3 separate regions of the Mus musculus genome follow, and regions 2 and 3 are each linked to region 1. The links are chromatin contacts, called in public Hi-C maps. All regions are on one chromosome and are shown on one strand. Each heading gives the region's core, a stretch centred on a gene start, on an enhancer-like site or on the middle of the called end of the contact. The rest is flanking DNA. Distances are from core to core; before and after follow the strand shown.

What was found. A called contact is a pair of places that touch in the nucleus more often than the background predicts.
Region 2: a Hi-C map of olfactory sensory neurons shows a contact between it and region 1, with 1.7 times the contacts expected there. The contact joins the enhancer-like site here to the promoter of Nsun6 in region 1. A contact is called at or near these places in 8 of 39 promoter capture datasets (3T3-L1-derived adipocytes, the C10 cell line, cranial neural crest and 5 more) and 3 of 484 Hi-C or Micro-C datasets (cortical neurons, olfactory sensory neurons and rod photoreceptor).
Region 3: a contact with region 1 is called in a Hi-C map of granulocyte-monocyte progenitors, with 3 times the contacts expected there. The contact joins the enhancer-like site here to the promoter of Nsun6 in region 1. A contact is called at or near these places in 4 of 39 promoter capture datasets (the 3T3-L1 cell line, the C10 cell line and hippocampal neurons), 13 of 484 Hi-C or Micro-C datasets (B cells, the C10 cell line, the C2C12 cell line and 8 more) and 4 of 115 datasets of contacts at active chromatin or transcription factors (VIP interneurons, embryonic stem cells and large pre-B cells).

The regions. Positions count from the first base shown.
Region 1 is chr2:15,047,079-15,051,491 of GRCm38.p6, forward strand. Nsun6 (NOL1/NOP2/Sun domain family member 6) reads right to left here and starts at 2,234. Exons shown (of 11, transcript NM_028950.5): 1 at 1,844-2,234; 2 at 70-225. The coding sequence starts at 1,918.
Region 2 is chr2:14,768,513-14,773,430 of GRCm38.p6, forward strand. The region is part of intron 2 of Cacnb2 (calcium channel, voltage-dependent, beta 2 subunit); the gene reads left to right. Among named protein-coding and RNA genes, the nearest start is that of Gm13269, 4.0 kb to the left of the region's middle. Within about 2 kb of position 2,364, at least 15 of the 459 cell types and tissues checked have an H3K27ac peak or open chromatin away from gene starts, as enhancers often do. A contact at or near this core is called in olfactory sensory neurons, where this site is marked.
Region 3 is chr2:14,711,097-14,715,736 of GRCm38.p6, forward strand. All of the region lies in intron 2 of Cacnb2 (calcium channel, voltage-dependent, beta 2 subunit), which reads left to right. Among named protein-coding and RNA genes, the nearest start is that of Gm13269, 54 kb to the right of the region's middle. Within about 2 kb of position 2,090, at least 3 of the 459 cell types and tissues checked have an H3K27ac peak or open chromatin away from gene starts, as enhancers often do. A contact at or near this core is called in granulocyte-monocyte progenitors, where this site is marked.

The DNA of each region.
Region 1 (4,413 bases), core at 984-3,483:
CATGAAATAAATAAATACATCTTTAAAGAAAAGAAGTGTGGCTGCCCAGCACACCACACTTGCACCAACCTTCTGGAGCTCTTCAAGCAGCAGACCTCTGACATGCTGAACTGAGCCTAAATGCGTATTCACTCTGACAGTTGTCATCGACGGAGGGTGTGACAGGCGAAGCAGCAGAGTCTCAAATTTCCTTTCTGCTTCTTGTCTGCTTGAAGCAGACACAGCCTGCAGTAAGAAGAAGTCAGGTCTCGGCTTCAGTGTGTAGTCATCAGTATTAACATACTTAAGGAATGTTAAGTTAAACTTAAGGCTTAGTTTGGTTGATATTACTTCTTTCCTTTCCAAACTGTTTTACAAATGGGATGGCCTTTCTTCATTTAAGCTGTCATACCTTGTGGGTTTGGAAAGGAGATGACCTGAAAGATTGCATCAATCCTTCATAAAATAATGTTCATCATTCTAAAACCGTTGAAATTGACCACTGACTGTCCCCCTTCCTCTCTTAATATATACTTCCCAAGACCCCTTGAAATAAGCATAAAATACTTTCTCTTTCCATATAGTTTATCCTATGAACAATATTTGGAAATAAGATGTGGAAATAAGTTTTAAAATCTCAGCTCCAATAACACTAAAGAGCATTTTAGTGGATTGAATTTTGCTAAAGAACCAAAAATTTAGAAAAATATCCACGTTGCCAAGGGGTTAAGGTAAGGTGGTTAGAGCATGCAGGGATATTTTACTAGAAGGCAATCAATATTCACTGGGAATTTCTGTGCTAAGTGTGGCCAGTAACAAGTAACTAACACTCTTTTTAAGACATGCCTGCCAAACCAATGTAGTGATTTTCACTTAAGGTTGATGCCCCAAGACAACCTTCGAAAGTACTTATAACCCATTCAATTTTCATAGAATAAATTAAGCTTTAAGCTTTATTAGTAAGAATTAATTCAAGGTAACTCATGCAAAATGAACATTTTCCAGTAAGGTTCAGTGGATTACAAGCTTGTAATTCTAGCACTCAGGAGGCAGAGGCAGAGGCAGGTGGATCACAGTAAACTCAAGACCAATCCGGTCTACCTTATGAGTTCCAGTATAGCCACTACTATGTGGAGAAACCCCCCTGTTTCTTTTCTTTTCTTTTTTTTCTTTTTTTTTGAGACAGGGTTTCTCTGTGTATCCCTGACTGTCCTGGAACTCACTTTGTAGACCAGGCTGGCCTCAAACTCAGAAATCCACCTGACTCTCTAACCCTGTTTCAATAGATAGATGAAAGAAGGACAGATAGATGGATGGATGGATTGATAGATAGCTTCTAAAACTGACTTTTTAATCATTATATCTGAACTTTAGTTGCTTGACAATTATGTCAGTTTGGATGAGTAAGAGGACTGCTTAGACTCTGGTGTTCTTAACAATGAAACCAAATCACTCTACCATGATTTATTAGACTAAATTGTAACCATTTCCAATCAAACACCTGGTGGCATTTAATGAGGCACTCAAAGTGCCCTGATCACCTGAGTAAGTACAAGAGCCTGTACTTTAACAGAACAAGTGCATCTACTGTGGAAGTCTTGAGTTGTGTGGCCAGGGAACTTCTCTGGTTGATTCTGCTACCCCTTCAGTACTAAGGGCTGACAGACACGTAACACTTTCTTTTGTCTTACATCTAAACGTGAGCATATATTTATCTCCATCTCAGTAAGCATCAATGGTGACAAAAAAACCACATTGTTTTTAAAGATTCCAATAAAGTAGTGGCAAAAACTAACCACATATTCCCCTTCTTTCTGCTGAAGTTGTATCAGAATTTTGGCAAACATCTATGTACGTGACCTACCTCCTCGTTCAAAAAGCTCTCTTTGAGATAGTTTTCAACTTCAGGTCTCAAAGATATCTTTGGAAATACATACATTCTTTTGATTTTTTTCTGTTTTAAGTTGTCCAAGAAAATGTTGGGAAGCAGTCTTTATTTCCGAATTTCAGCGTTGCCAGCCAATGGACGAGCACAAGAATGCCTTTCAGTGCTGAGTTCTGGAATGAGCAGGGCCCAAGGTTTGTCGTTCTCTGGGATGCTGTGAGACAGCTCCGAACTGCGACACTGCGCCAAATAGGGCTTGGTGACAAAAAGTGTACCTAAACGCAGATCGGAAAACAGACAGCGCCTAGATCCACTCTGACATGCTATTTTCCAAAACCGCGCCCCCAGCTTCGGAACAGAAAGTCGCTTCCTGGGTTCGTCACTTCCGGCACTCGATGCCCAGCCTTCTGTTCGTGCCCAACCTGCATCTGCCAATCACCTCCCCTGAGGGTGGAGCTTTTTCTAGGAAGGACTGTGCCGGGTACATCCTGGGACTCTTGAATGCTGGGTTGAACTGGATACCTCACTAACCTGAAATAAGGGAGATTTCCATTTATTGTCCCAGTACAAGTAGCGGTGGAGGCTTCCCTCGGACACTTTTTTTTCTTTTTTAAAGACTTATTTATGTCAAGAGTATGAATGTTTTGCCTGAGTGCATGTGCTTGCCTCTTTGATCAAACCCAGGATCTGAAGGTTGTAAGCCAACATATGGGAGCTAACAATGGAACCTGGGCACTATGCAGGTACAAGTGCTCTTAACTATTGAGCCATATCTCCTACCCTAGTACCCATATTTTTTGAATGTGCTAATACCCGTGGGTACTCAGGTACAACTTAAAATCCCCTAATAGTGTTTACAACTAGCCATGAAGCTTCTAGTTAACGTGCTTTAGAGAACAAGAGTCTTGATGTGAATTCCCTGATGGTAATGAGGTGACAAGAGTTTAAAAATAACTAACCAAAGTCAGTGGGATGTTTTATGCTTGAACATGATGAATACTTTTGTCTCCAATGCCACTGGGTTAGGGTTTGCTTGTTTTGGTTTGTTTGTTTTGTGCTTTTTGTTGTTCTGAGCCATATTTCATAGGTAACTATAGAGGAGGGTTTTTGCTTGGTGTGTGTTTAATCTTTTAAGTTTTCACACTGGCTTTAAAATATATATAACTGACACACCAAGTCTTTACTAGGTGAAAATTCCATGACAAAGACACTGCCACAGCTCAGCACAGTGGTTATAAGCAGTTTTCAAGGAGTAAAAGAAAGTTCCAAGAGTTGTAATAACTTTCCACAATCTCAGAAAAAGAAAATAGGCTATAGACCAGTAAGCCAGTTTCTAAAACAAGTACCCAGTTTTTCCACAAGATCATGTATCTGTGGTCAATGCATGGGATTCCTTCCTGACTTCATCACCTGAAACTAACAGAATGTGTCTGGGACACAGGTGTTAAGTGTTGCATGACATGCCTGACAGGACATAAACATCTATTCACCCCCAAATAAGAGTGATGTGGCTGAAGAAAAACTTGACAAGTCCAAATTGAAGAAATACATTAGTTTGCTAGGCTTGCTTACAGCAGGACAGGCAGCCTCCCCTCCAGGAACCACCACACTATTTTATATGGCTGTGATATGAATCTACAGCAGTTAACATAAAACTAGTTTCATAGAGCTACCCAATATAAAAGCAGCCAAGGGGGCACAGGTGAATCAAACTCTGGGAAAGGTTATGTGTCTATGTGCACTCTATCCTTGCTGTCACCAAGCACAGTCTGACCTGGGAAGGGTAGCCTGTTCTGCTGCATTCAGGCAGGGAGAACAGGTAAATGACATCTTGGTGCAACATGGAATGCTTTGCCCAGGATTCAGAGGGCTAGACCACCCACACAAAGGAATTTCAACAGACAACTTTGTAGTAACCTTGACACTAGATATAGTTGAAGTCTTTAAAAAAATAAAGAAAACTTGAACTTGAAAGTCCATGTGGGAGAAATTTCATTTCCACATAGAATACTCATTGTTTGACATATAAAGGGCACTCCCTGAATGACTAATCAAACCTTTGTGAAATAGAAAAGGAAACTGTTGTTAAATATGCATTTGATATAAAGTAGTTCACTACTTCAGAACACTTGAACAGTGACCAGAAAACATGTGGTAAATCTGCAGTTAGTAGAGTGGAGATGTTCTGTCTAAGCAATGGAAGACTCCTATATAAACATGCAAATGTCACAGAGACTTTAGATCTTTAAAGGGGTAGTATGGGCCCCCAAGCAGGGACCGGTGGGAGAAATAAATATGATGTGATATCATCATTTTAAGTTTGGTTATGACCTCATTTTATCTCTGAGGATTTTATTTCAGATTGATCTGGGGGACTGACTTAATTCTGGATTCTACACTTCTCCATTACAGGAAACTTCTTTTTCTTTCAATGCTTTTCTCTTGTATGAGTGTGTGTGTTTGTGTGTGTGAGTGTGTGTGTGTGTGTGTGTGTGCAGGTCCAGATGTACATATGTGCACATATATGTGGAAACCAGACATTGATGTGC
Region 2 (4,918 bases), core at 1,114-3,613, 280 kb before region 1:
CAAGAAACAAATACAACTTAAGAAAGTGAAGGGAAGTTGTCAAGAACACAAATGTGCATGTCTAACTTAGCAAAGAGACTTAAGTGGGGACTCAGAAGCTTGAGACTCGCTTCCTGTTCTTAATAGAGATGTTAGTGGGGGATACTATCAGTGCCTACCTGCTACTGTAAAAACATATGCATCTAGAAGCTTGCTGAAAGTCTAACGTGACTAGTCAGCATGCTGCCTATAGGCTGAAACCTTGGTTCCTTCCTTAAACAGAAATACTATCCTTGAGGACCAGAATCCCCAGCCTTCTTTGGTCATTTGAACTCATGCATGCATTTCAGCATAAACAACTTGCATATTTTAAAGTTCACTATCTTTTAGGTTGTTTTTATATTTAAAAAAAGGTTTTTTGTTTTTGTTTTTGTTTTGTTTTTTTACTAACCCCTGTAATCACCCTGTCTATTTTGATAAATTTCAAACTGAAAAACTTGAAGTCATGACTTACTGGGCTAGTTTGCCTCTTGTTGGTTTTGCTTCATACCAAATACATATTTCAATGCACATGTATTTTCCTGTCTTTTCAGACAATAACAGTTACTGAAACTATGTAATTGCAAAGTTTTACCTTTTTTCCATGAACATATGACATTATCATTAAAATCTCTTCCCTATTATTGGAACTGGAGATAGTTAATAACCCTGGTTATTCTTCCAGAGGCTATGAATCCAATTCCTGGCTCCCATGAGCTATCTCAAAATTATGTGTAGCTCCAGTTGCAGGGTTATCTGATATCTCTTCTGGCTTCTGTGAGTACTAGGCATGCACATGGCACCAAGGCAAAGCACCCATTTACACTATCTATACAGATGAAATGTGTGTGTCTGTGTCCTGGTTATTATTTGTCCTCTCTCTTTCTTTTATTAAGATGTCGATGAGATGGTATACATGTTTGTAATTCCAACACAAGGGGGGTCAGAACAGGAAGATCATATGTTCAAGGCTATCCACTGTTACATAAAAAGATCCAGTAGAAAGACAAAACAGCAAAAGGATTTCTTAGAAGCCAAGTCTCCTCAGGCATACATGTGACCGTGAGCTTTTCCAAACTTTCTTGCAATGGATGAACTCACAGTGAGTCTTGTGACATAGATAAGTGAGTCACCTGCTCACACAGCCACTGACCTTCATCCAGATGCTCTCACACACAGAGGGAATTGTTCTCTTTTTCCAACAAAGGTTGATTTTGGTCTATGTAGACTATGTCTAGTCTTGGGAACCTGAGAGCTTGCACACCAGGTTGCCATTAGTGAACATGAACATGTAACATTTTATAGAGCCAGCAAGAAAGCATTAAGAAGCCTGTATTTGCAATTCTGATACTATTAATTTTTGTTATTTATTACTTTGATTTATATGTTGTCAAAATACTCAGTTCAAACTCACAGAGTTCTTAGAGATATTAAAGAAATCAAGTCATTCCTGTCTCAAAAGTAACTTCCTTCCTGCTCTGGCTCCTGATGGTGCTCTTTCCTCCTATCCTCAAGTCCAACCATCACTGACTGCGTACTGCAATGGGGATATGTCTGCTTTGGGTACCAACTCTAGATCTAATCCTAATTTTACCACTAGTTATGTGACTTGGGTTAAACCATTAACTGTTTGAGTTTTAGTGTATCTGTCAATGAGGGTAAGAAATTTGTCCTGGAGGAATATTTTTGTAAGTACCATGTATAACATCCTTACAATAGTACCAGTACATGCACACGAGAATCTGCTTCTCTGTTGCCCTTTCTAGTTCTACTGCTGTGACCCTTCCTTGGGATTTTATTGTCTCTATTGTAATAGGATGTATACCAGCCTCTGTACTTACTGCAGACTTCTAACTCTTCTCTTTCCCCACCCATTCCAAATGCTTCTTCTATCCAGTGAGTGCCAGATTCTCATCAGTTTCTAGGTAGATTGAACCCATCTCAGATTTCCTTTCTGTCCCCAGATATATTAAATATTTACAATCTATCTGAACTGCCTGCATACGACAGACAAGTGAAGCATACAGCACCAGAGACCAGCTGTTCAGGCACCTCTGCTTACCGACTCTCACTTCAGTCTCTTGGGTTTGAGTTTGGTGTTCTTCTCTTGTTGTTATGATACAAGGCAAGACTCAAGGGAGAAAGGGCGGATTTGAGCTCATGGTTTGATGATATAGTCATTCGTGGTAGGAAAAATCTGGTGGGGAGTTTGAGGAGGGTAGTTACTTGTCCACAATGGGGAAAGTGAAGGCAACAGAAACTGGAAAACCTCAAGACTTACTGCTACTTCTCTACTGCTGACAGCTTGACGTCACCTCCTAAAGGTTCTGTTACTTCCCCAAACAGTGCCACTACCTGGCACATTCAGACACATGTGCCTTTAGGAGAAATTTCACCATATTCAAGTCATAATAGATCCCCAGTATTTTCATTAGAAAAGCCTCCAACCTGTCAGGGTCTCCGTCTTGCATGAGTCTGTAATCATATCTCCAGCTGTTATGTCTGAGACTAGGAAATGAAAGTGCCTTTGAACAACAGTGTTATTCTGTGAAGATGCTTCAGACTGGGATGTTAATGCTCTCCCTCTGGGACCAGTATCTCTGCCTGGGAGTGCATTATCTCCCACATTGACATTTTGAGGGCCTAGGACCTAAGACCAGTGGTAACTTATTCCCTCAGGTTGAGACATCCTCTAATTTGTAATGTGTTCATGAATCATAGCTTGTTCAACATGCTTAGTTTGGAAGTTTTGTTCCTACTAACCCAGGCTTGGTGTAGGCAGACTGTGAGTGAGAGCCCTGACAGCTAGCTGCCTTAGACACCCAGGTCAGTAGAGAGAATATGCCACATATTTGTCCTGGCTATGCCGCTAGCATGCCACTTTGGTACCAATGTGGATTCGTGAGGACGCCCATTTGAGAATATCTGCAGTCTGGAGTCATCCTACACTTCCTGCTCTGCTACTTGTTATTTTCATGAAGAAAATCTCTGCCTTTCTGATAAATGCTCTTGACCCTCATATTTGCTCCCTCTCCTTGGTTACCAAGTTGACTCTTACACCTCACTAACTTCATTGCTGCCATTTCTCCTAAGCCAAGATCAAAGCTGAATATTATTAGGAGAGATCATAAGGAATTAGAGACTCTGACAGTTACCCTCATCATGTATATAGCTATAGCATAGAGTAAATTCACTTTTAAATTATGAAATATAACAAAATACTTAATGCCATCACAATGCTAGTTGTCTTTCTTGCCTTTGAGAGTTAGCATGTTTAATGCAAACAAATAGACAAACATGAGATGACTTTGAGGGAACAGATGAATAGAACGTTCAAATTTCCTGGGGGGTGGGAGGGTAGGAGATGGAATTTTCCTGGCAGTGAGTGCTAATTCATAAGAAAATGAGTCAATTAATTTAAAAGTACATGCTTTTAACTTTCATTCCTCTAAATTAAAAAAAAAAAGTGAGATGGAAACTCTTAAGCTCTCTAAAGGTACAGAGCAAACACCCACTCCTTTCAAAAAAGGGGACTAATATATTCAGGACTGCAAACATATGAGAATTCCTGTCACCACAGAGGTTGGGTATTTTTTTTTTATCTTAGCACAGTTTGCTAGTTCTTAGCTTCTAAGTTTATGATCATCATCATTAATTGCCCATATCAAACCAAGAGAGTGAATTTAGCTGGATTCGTTCTCTGGAAACATGAAAGCATGCACCTGTGCCTAAAAGTGTATGACAAGGTTCTTGGGTCTATTCTGCCTAGCTAACCATGCTTCACACAATAAATCTACAGAGCCGCCTCCTCAGATACAAGAAGAAATTGTCCATTTCACCTTCCCATGAAACCCCAGGAAGTAATCCAAGTTATATATTTTATTTCAGTTCGAAGGACTGGGTAAAATTGGGAACAAAACACCCATGGAAGGAGTTACAAAGACAAAGTTTGGAGCTGTGACGAAAGGATGGACCATCTAGAGACTGCCATATCCGGGGATCCATCCCATAATCAGTTTCTAAACGCTGACACCATTGCATACACTAGCAAGTTTTTGCTGAAAGGACCCAGATATAGCTGTCTCTTGTGAGACTATGCCGGGGCCTAGCAAACACAGAAGTGGATGCTCACAGTCAGCTATTGGATGGGTCACACGGCCCCCAATGGATGAGCTAGAGAAAGTACCCAAGGAGCTAAAGGGATTTGCCACCCTATAGGTGGAACAACATTATGAACTAACCAGTACCCCGGAGCTCTTGACTCTAGCTGCATATGTATCAAAAGATGGCCTAGTTGGCCATCAATGGAAAGAGAGGCCCATTGGACTTGCAAACTTTATATGCCCCAGTACAGGGGAACGCCAGGACCAAAAAGTGGGAGTGGGTGGGTAGGGGAATGGGGGGGGAGGGTATGGGGGACTTTTGGGATAGCATTGGAAATGCAAATGAGGAAAATACCTAATAAAGAATATTTTAAAAAATGCTATCAACAGAGTAGAGAGAGGATTACTGAAATTTGACACATCAGGAATCCCAACCTGACAGTAGGTATTTGAATGAAACTCAATTCATTCATGAGTTTTGGAACAGAAGTGATGATCTAGTAATACTGTCCAATGAGGCCCAAAGTTTAACTAGTTTGTTAATCAGTGTTTATCTTGGCAAGCTTTGTGTTAGCTGTCTGTGTAACTGAACATAAGGAATAGCATGTATTTTTTTTAATATGAATGACAGGCAGATATGAGGTAGGCGTTCCTAATCTAACAGATATGATACAACAGTGGGCAGGCTACCTGAACAGAGACAGTGCTCTCTCACAAAGATCCATGCCCATACACAGGAAAATTTTCACTTCTGAAGTTTCCTGGCATCTCTCTGGGGTCATAGTATCATATTGTAA
Region 3 (4,640 bases), core at 840-3,339, 340 kb before region 1:
CCTTCAAGAATTGATGTACAAAGTAAAAGAAACACTAAAAAGTGCTTGCCATGGAGAAACCACCATTCTTAATAGAGATCTCGGAGAACCTCAAATTTCTGCAAGAAGGAGCCAGAGAATCTTTATTTTTCTATTTCTCCTGTTTCCTCATATTGAGACAAGATATTGTTCCATAGCCCAGAGTGGCCTGGAGTCCAGCATCCTCTTGTTTCAGCCTCCAGAGCGCTAGGACCATGCTAAGGGTGAATGAGGCCTGTTCTGTTTCTTATTTGTTTAAAAAATATATGAGGGATGTGGTTACATAAAGATTTTTCTATTTATTTCATTATTTAAGTAATAAAAGATGGACTAGGTATTCATCTCTAATTCCATTTCTTTTTTTAAGTGAAATCCCATTAGCTCAAAAATCCGTGTGGAATCAGACCCCATTTTTACACTTTTATTCTTCCTTCCTCTATTCCCTCCTTCCTTCCTGTCTCCCTACCTCCTGGGTGTCTGTCTGTCTGCCTGCCTGTCTGTCTTTATCTCCTGAGAATTTCATTCACTACTCGTGACTACAGTGTTACACAGGGTCTCCTTTGGTCCGGGCTGACATCAAGCTTGTAGCTATGAATGGTCTGCAAATCTGATCCACATGCTTCTGCTTCCTGTGTGTACCACCACTCCCCGCTCCTTTAACACAGTCATCATATTAAACGTGGCCCACACAAGTAGGCTTTTGGCTATTGGGCTTTGAGGATTCCCTCCATCCAATGTCCTACTCAGGGATGAGGTGTAGACCTGTGGTTGCCAGGTCCAGACACTCTCCATACTAGCTGAGTGACACCTTTGGGAGCCCATTCAATTTCCTTCTCCCCTGGATATTCTCTCAGCCTATGAGGAGCCTATAAACAGAAATCTGCTGGGGAAGCACCTGAGCTGTATGCTACTGCCACCTTGTGGTCATATCTCTTTCTGTGACTCAGCCTTCTATTCCTTTTGAGCCCCCATCCTCATTCTCACACCATGTTCTTTCTGTCCTCCCAGAAAAGGAACAACCAAGTGCATGAGCAGGGTCCCATGTAAATCCAAATACTGCCAAAGGCTGGAGTAGTCAAGGTTTTCAGACTGGGCAGTAAATTACCTGTCCCAGTTTTCCTTAGAATGGCTCCAGTTGGGCATGAATGGTTGGATGTAAACTGTTATGTGTTACAAATTATGAATCCCTCCATGGTACCCTTCAAGAAAGTTCATACTGGAATTTTAGGCATGTTCACTGATCATGCCAACATAAATTTATTCTCATCCAGGTTGAAATGCTTAAATGTCATTCATAATGGGACTTATAAATAGTTGATGTTTCTTTCAAATATGAAACCTGGGAAGAAAGTGCGAGTTCAAAGCAGATCTGGCATCTGCCTAGGACCCAGTTCCTGGTTCTCAGGTGGCATATTGCTGTGACCTCCTACCATGCACGGGACATGGAGGGTCCTCATATAAACACACTAGTTCAACTCTTGAAGAGCCAGCCCTGATGACCTCAGCACGACATAGGTCATACTTTTTAAGACTATGTTGGTCAGATTTCAGCATGTGAGCTTGGCATATGTACTGAGATCATTGCATTGATCAAATCAGAGAGGTAACATGGAACTGTAAATCAGTTTGGGGGCAGGGGATAGAGCTCAGCGATGGAGTGTTATCTAATGACACCCTGGACTCTAGCCCCACTCTGCGAAGACTTATTAGCTTAGGCTTTGAAATTCAGTAAAAATTTCTGCTGCTCCAAAGTCAACTAAGTTGACATTAAAACCTGCATGCGATGCTATTTATGAGGGGGTGAAGGTGTTTATATCAAGCATAATGAGTGGGATCTTTCAAAGAATGAAGATTCATAGTTTAATTATGTTGTCTTGGTGACTGTCTGCTTCTTAAATGAGAATAATAAAAGGCTTCTGTGATCTGAGTATAAAATAATTGGGCAAGTATACTAGATTTGAAGTTCTTTATACCTAATCAGATGACTCCCAGTGGAGTCTTCCATGTCCGCTCCTCATTGGAGAAATGTTTTCCTATTTCAGTTAACTTCTTCATTATATGTTCACATGGCTACAGCAGACAGCAGGAAATGAGGGTTTCTTACCCATTTCATCATAACAGTGAGTTCCACTGCTAGTTAACATAGTTTCGATGGGAAATGTCCCCAGAGAAACATGTATTGGCAACTTAGTCCTGAGCAGTAATGTCCAGAGGGTATTGGGTCACAATGACTTTCAATAGATTAACCTCTGATGGTTTCACTGCTGAAGGGACTAGAGGAAGGTGGTCGGGGTTGTAGAGCATTTCATCTAGCTCTAGAAATTGAGTCAGTCTCTCTCTCTCTCTCTCTCTCTCTCTCTCTCTCTCTCTCTCCTCTCTCTCTCTCTCTCTCTCTCCCTCCCTCCCCTGATGCTCTATCTTGCTCATTTTCATTCCTGTACACTATAAAGCACACATCCTTTTCCCAACATGCTCTTCCACTATATGATTTCTGCCTCACCACAGGCCTCAAACACAACCAGATCAACCACGTATGGACATCCTCCCTCCCTGCAGTTGCTTCTCTTGGGCATTGTGTTTCCACTAGTTGACACATTGACACACTAGTACAATATCACCAGGAGGTGACTTCTCTGGAAGCTACGTCAGAAGAGACTGATCTAATCTGACATGTCTGCTATTGCTGTAAGAATTCTTCTTTTCTGTGATCTGGTATGTTTTTTTTCTTTCACAGTTTCTCACCCCCCTCACTATTAACAGATCATTAGTTTTCTGCTTACTTGGGCCCCTTGGCACATTCAACATTCAGCTCTCTGCTCCCCTCCCCCTCTGGCTCACGTTCCTGAGAAACACCAAGCCAGGTTGAATCTGATGCTCATTGACTTGACCCTTGAACTCCAGCAGATGAGCATAAGGGGTCATGTTAGAAACATCAGCATGGGAAACTTTTATGCAGGTAGAAACACGTATTTGACACTATACTCGATACCATCCCCTGTTTTCTCTTTTCTGTTTACCTGGCCCATCTACAATACCATTCCTGAGAATCCCTTTCCACACCCTCCTTGATGTCCAGTGCCCAACACTTTCCTCCTCTCTCTGCTCTCATTTAATGATCTTTCTCCTAACTTCATCAGAGAAAGGGGCACCTCTCTGAAAAGGCCTTCTTATAGCTGCTGCAGTTCAGTCAGATGCCCAGTTCTCTGCCCTCCTTCACATTACAGTAGATGAATGAAATCAGTCTAGTCATTCAGTCAATGTGCATGGTGCCTCATCCCCTCTGGACCACCCAACGGCTCTCTTCTACATTTATCTGTGATCTCTCTCAAAGCATCTCTTGTTTTACTCTAACCTGTAACACCTCTGCTTAATTCCACATCTTTCTACAGACATGTTTTCTATGCTAAATAAAATCTTCCTGGAAAAAACATGTTCCTATGATACAAGATTGTTTATATCAGCTGACTCTTTTTAATGGTAATTTTGTTTCTTGGCAGGAGAGGATAGGACATGTGTAGGGAGGCTTGCATGTGGAGGTCAGAGGACACCTTTTAGGAGTGGGCTCTCTCCTCCCACCATGTGGGTTATGGGGATCAAACTCAGGTATCCGGCTTGGCAGCAAGCACCTTACCTGCTGAGTCATCTTGCTGGTCCTTGGCACTTTTGGCCCAAACTCTCATTGAATTCCTCTCATCTACAAACATTATTGATCTGTATATGTTGAGATCTGATATTCAATCTGTAGTCTATATCACATTTGATTTCTCTTTGTCTATGAACCAAAGAAATCATTTCCTGTATCTTACCAGACTCCTGACTTCTGTAGTCACTTGTTTGTTGAAGCTAGTTCTGGGCCATCTTTGTAAAGGCCCATGGTTTTAAAGGCATCTCTGTGCTGCCTTCCAAATGAACTTGTGTGCCCATAGATTCCTTTGGAAACCTGAAGTCGTACAATAAATTATCTACCTGGTCTCATTACATTGACATTATATAGACCTTTAATTTGACTTTTTTTAAGATAGGATCTCACTAAATGGGTCTGGTTGGCTTGAACTCACTATATAGAACAAGCTAGCTTCCAGCTCACAAAGCTCTATCTGTCTCTGCCCTGCGGGTGTGTGAATTAAAGGCATGTATCACATCTGATTATATGTTCTGCCAAAGTTTTTCAAAATTAAGATTCTCCAAATTGGTTTTGTTCCCCTTTTCAAGCCTGCTTCTCCCTAAAGGTGCCTTTTAGGAAATGGAGCTGACATTCACAATGTTGTTTAGCTCATGTATCCCCTTTCAAACCCCAGCTTGGTGTTATTATTGTCTCATGTAGTGTGGATCTCTGGGTTTTATCACCTCTGCCTTCACAATACATTCAGAATCAAACCATCTTTCAAGATTTCTCTCCAACAAATATCCTAGAAAGCCCTTCTCTCCTTACAGAGCTATTGTGGTAGTTGTAAAAAAATACCCTCTTTTTGGTATATTTTAGCTCCCTGAAGTCACCGCACAGCATGCATGAAGCCACTGCTGAAGTGTCAGTCAATGTTGTTTGTCCTTCCCAAAACTCTATCATGGCTTTCACTCACAAAGTCCGGTTGCTATAGTGACAGAATGATCCTAACCGATCC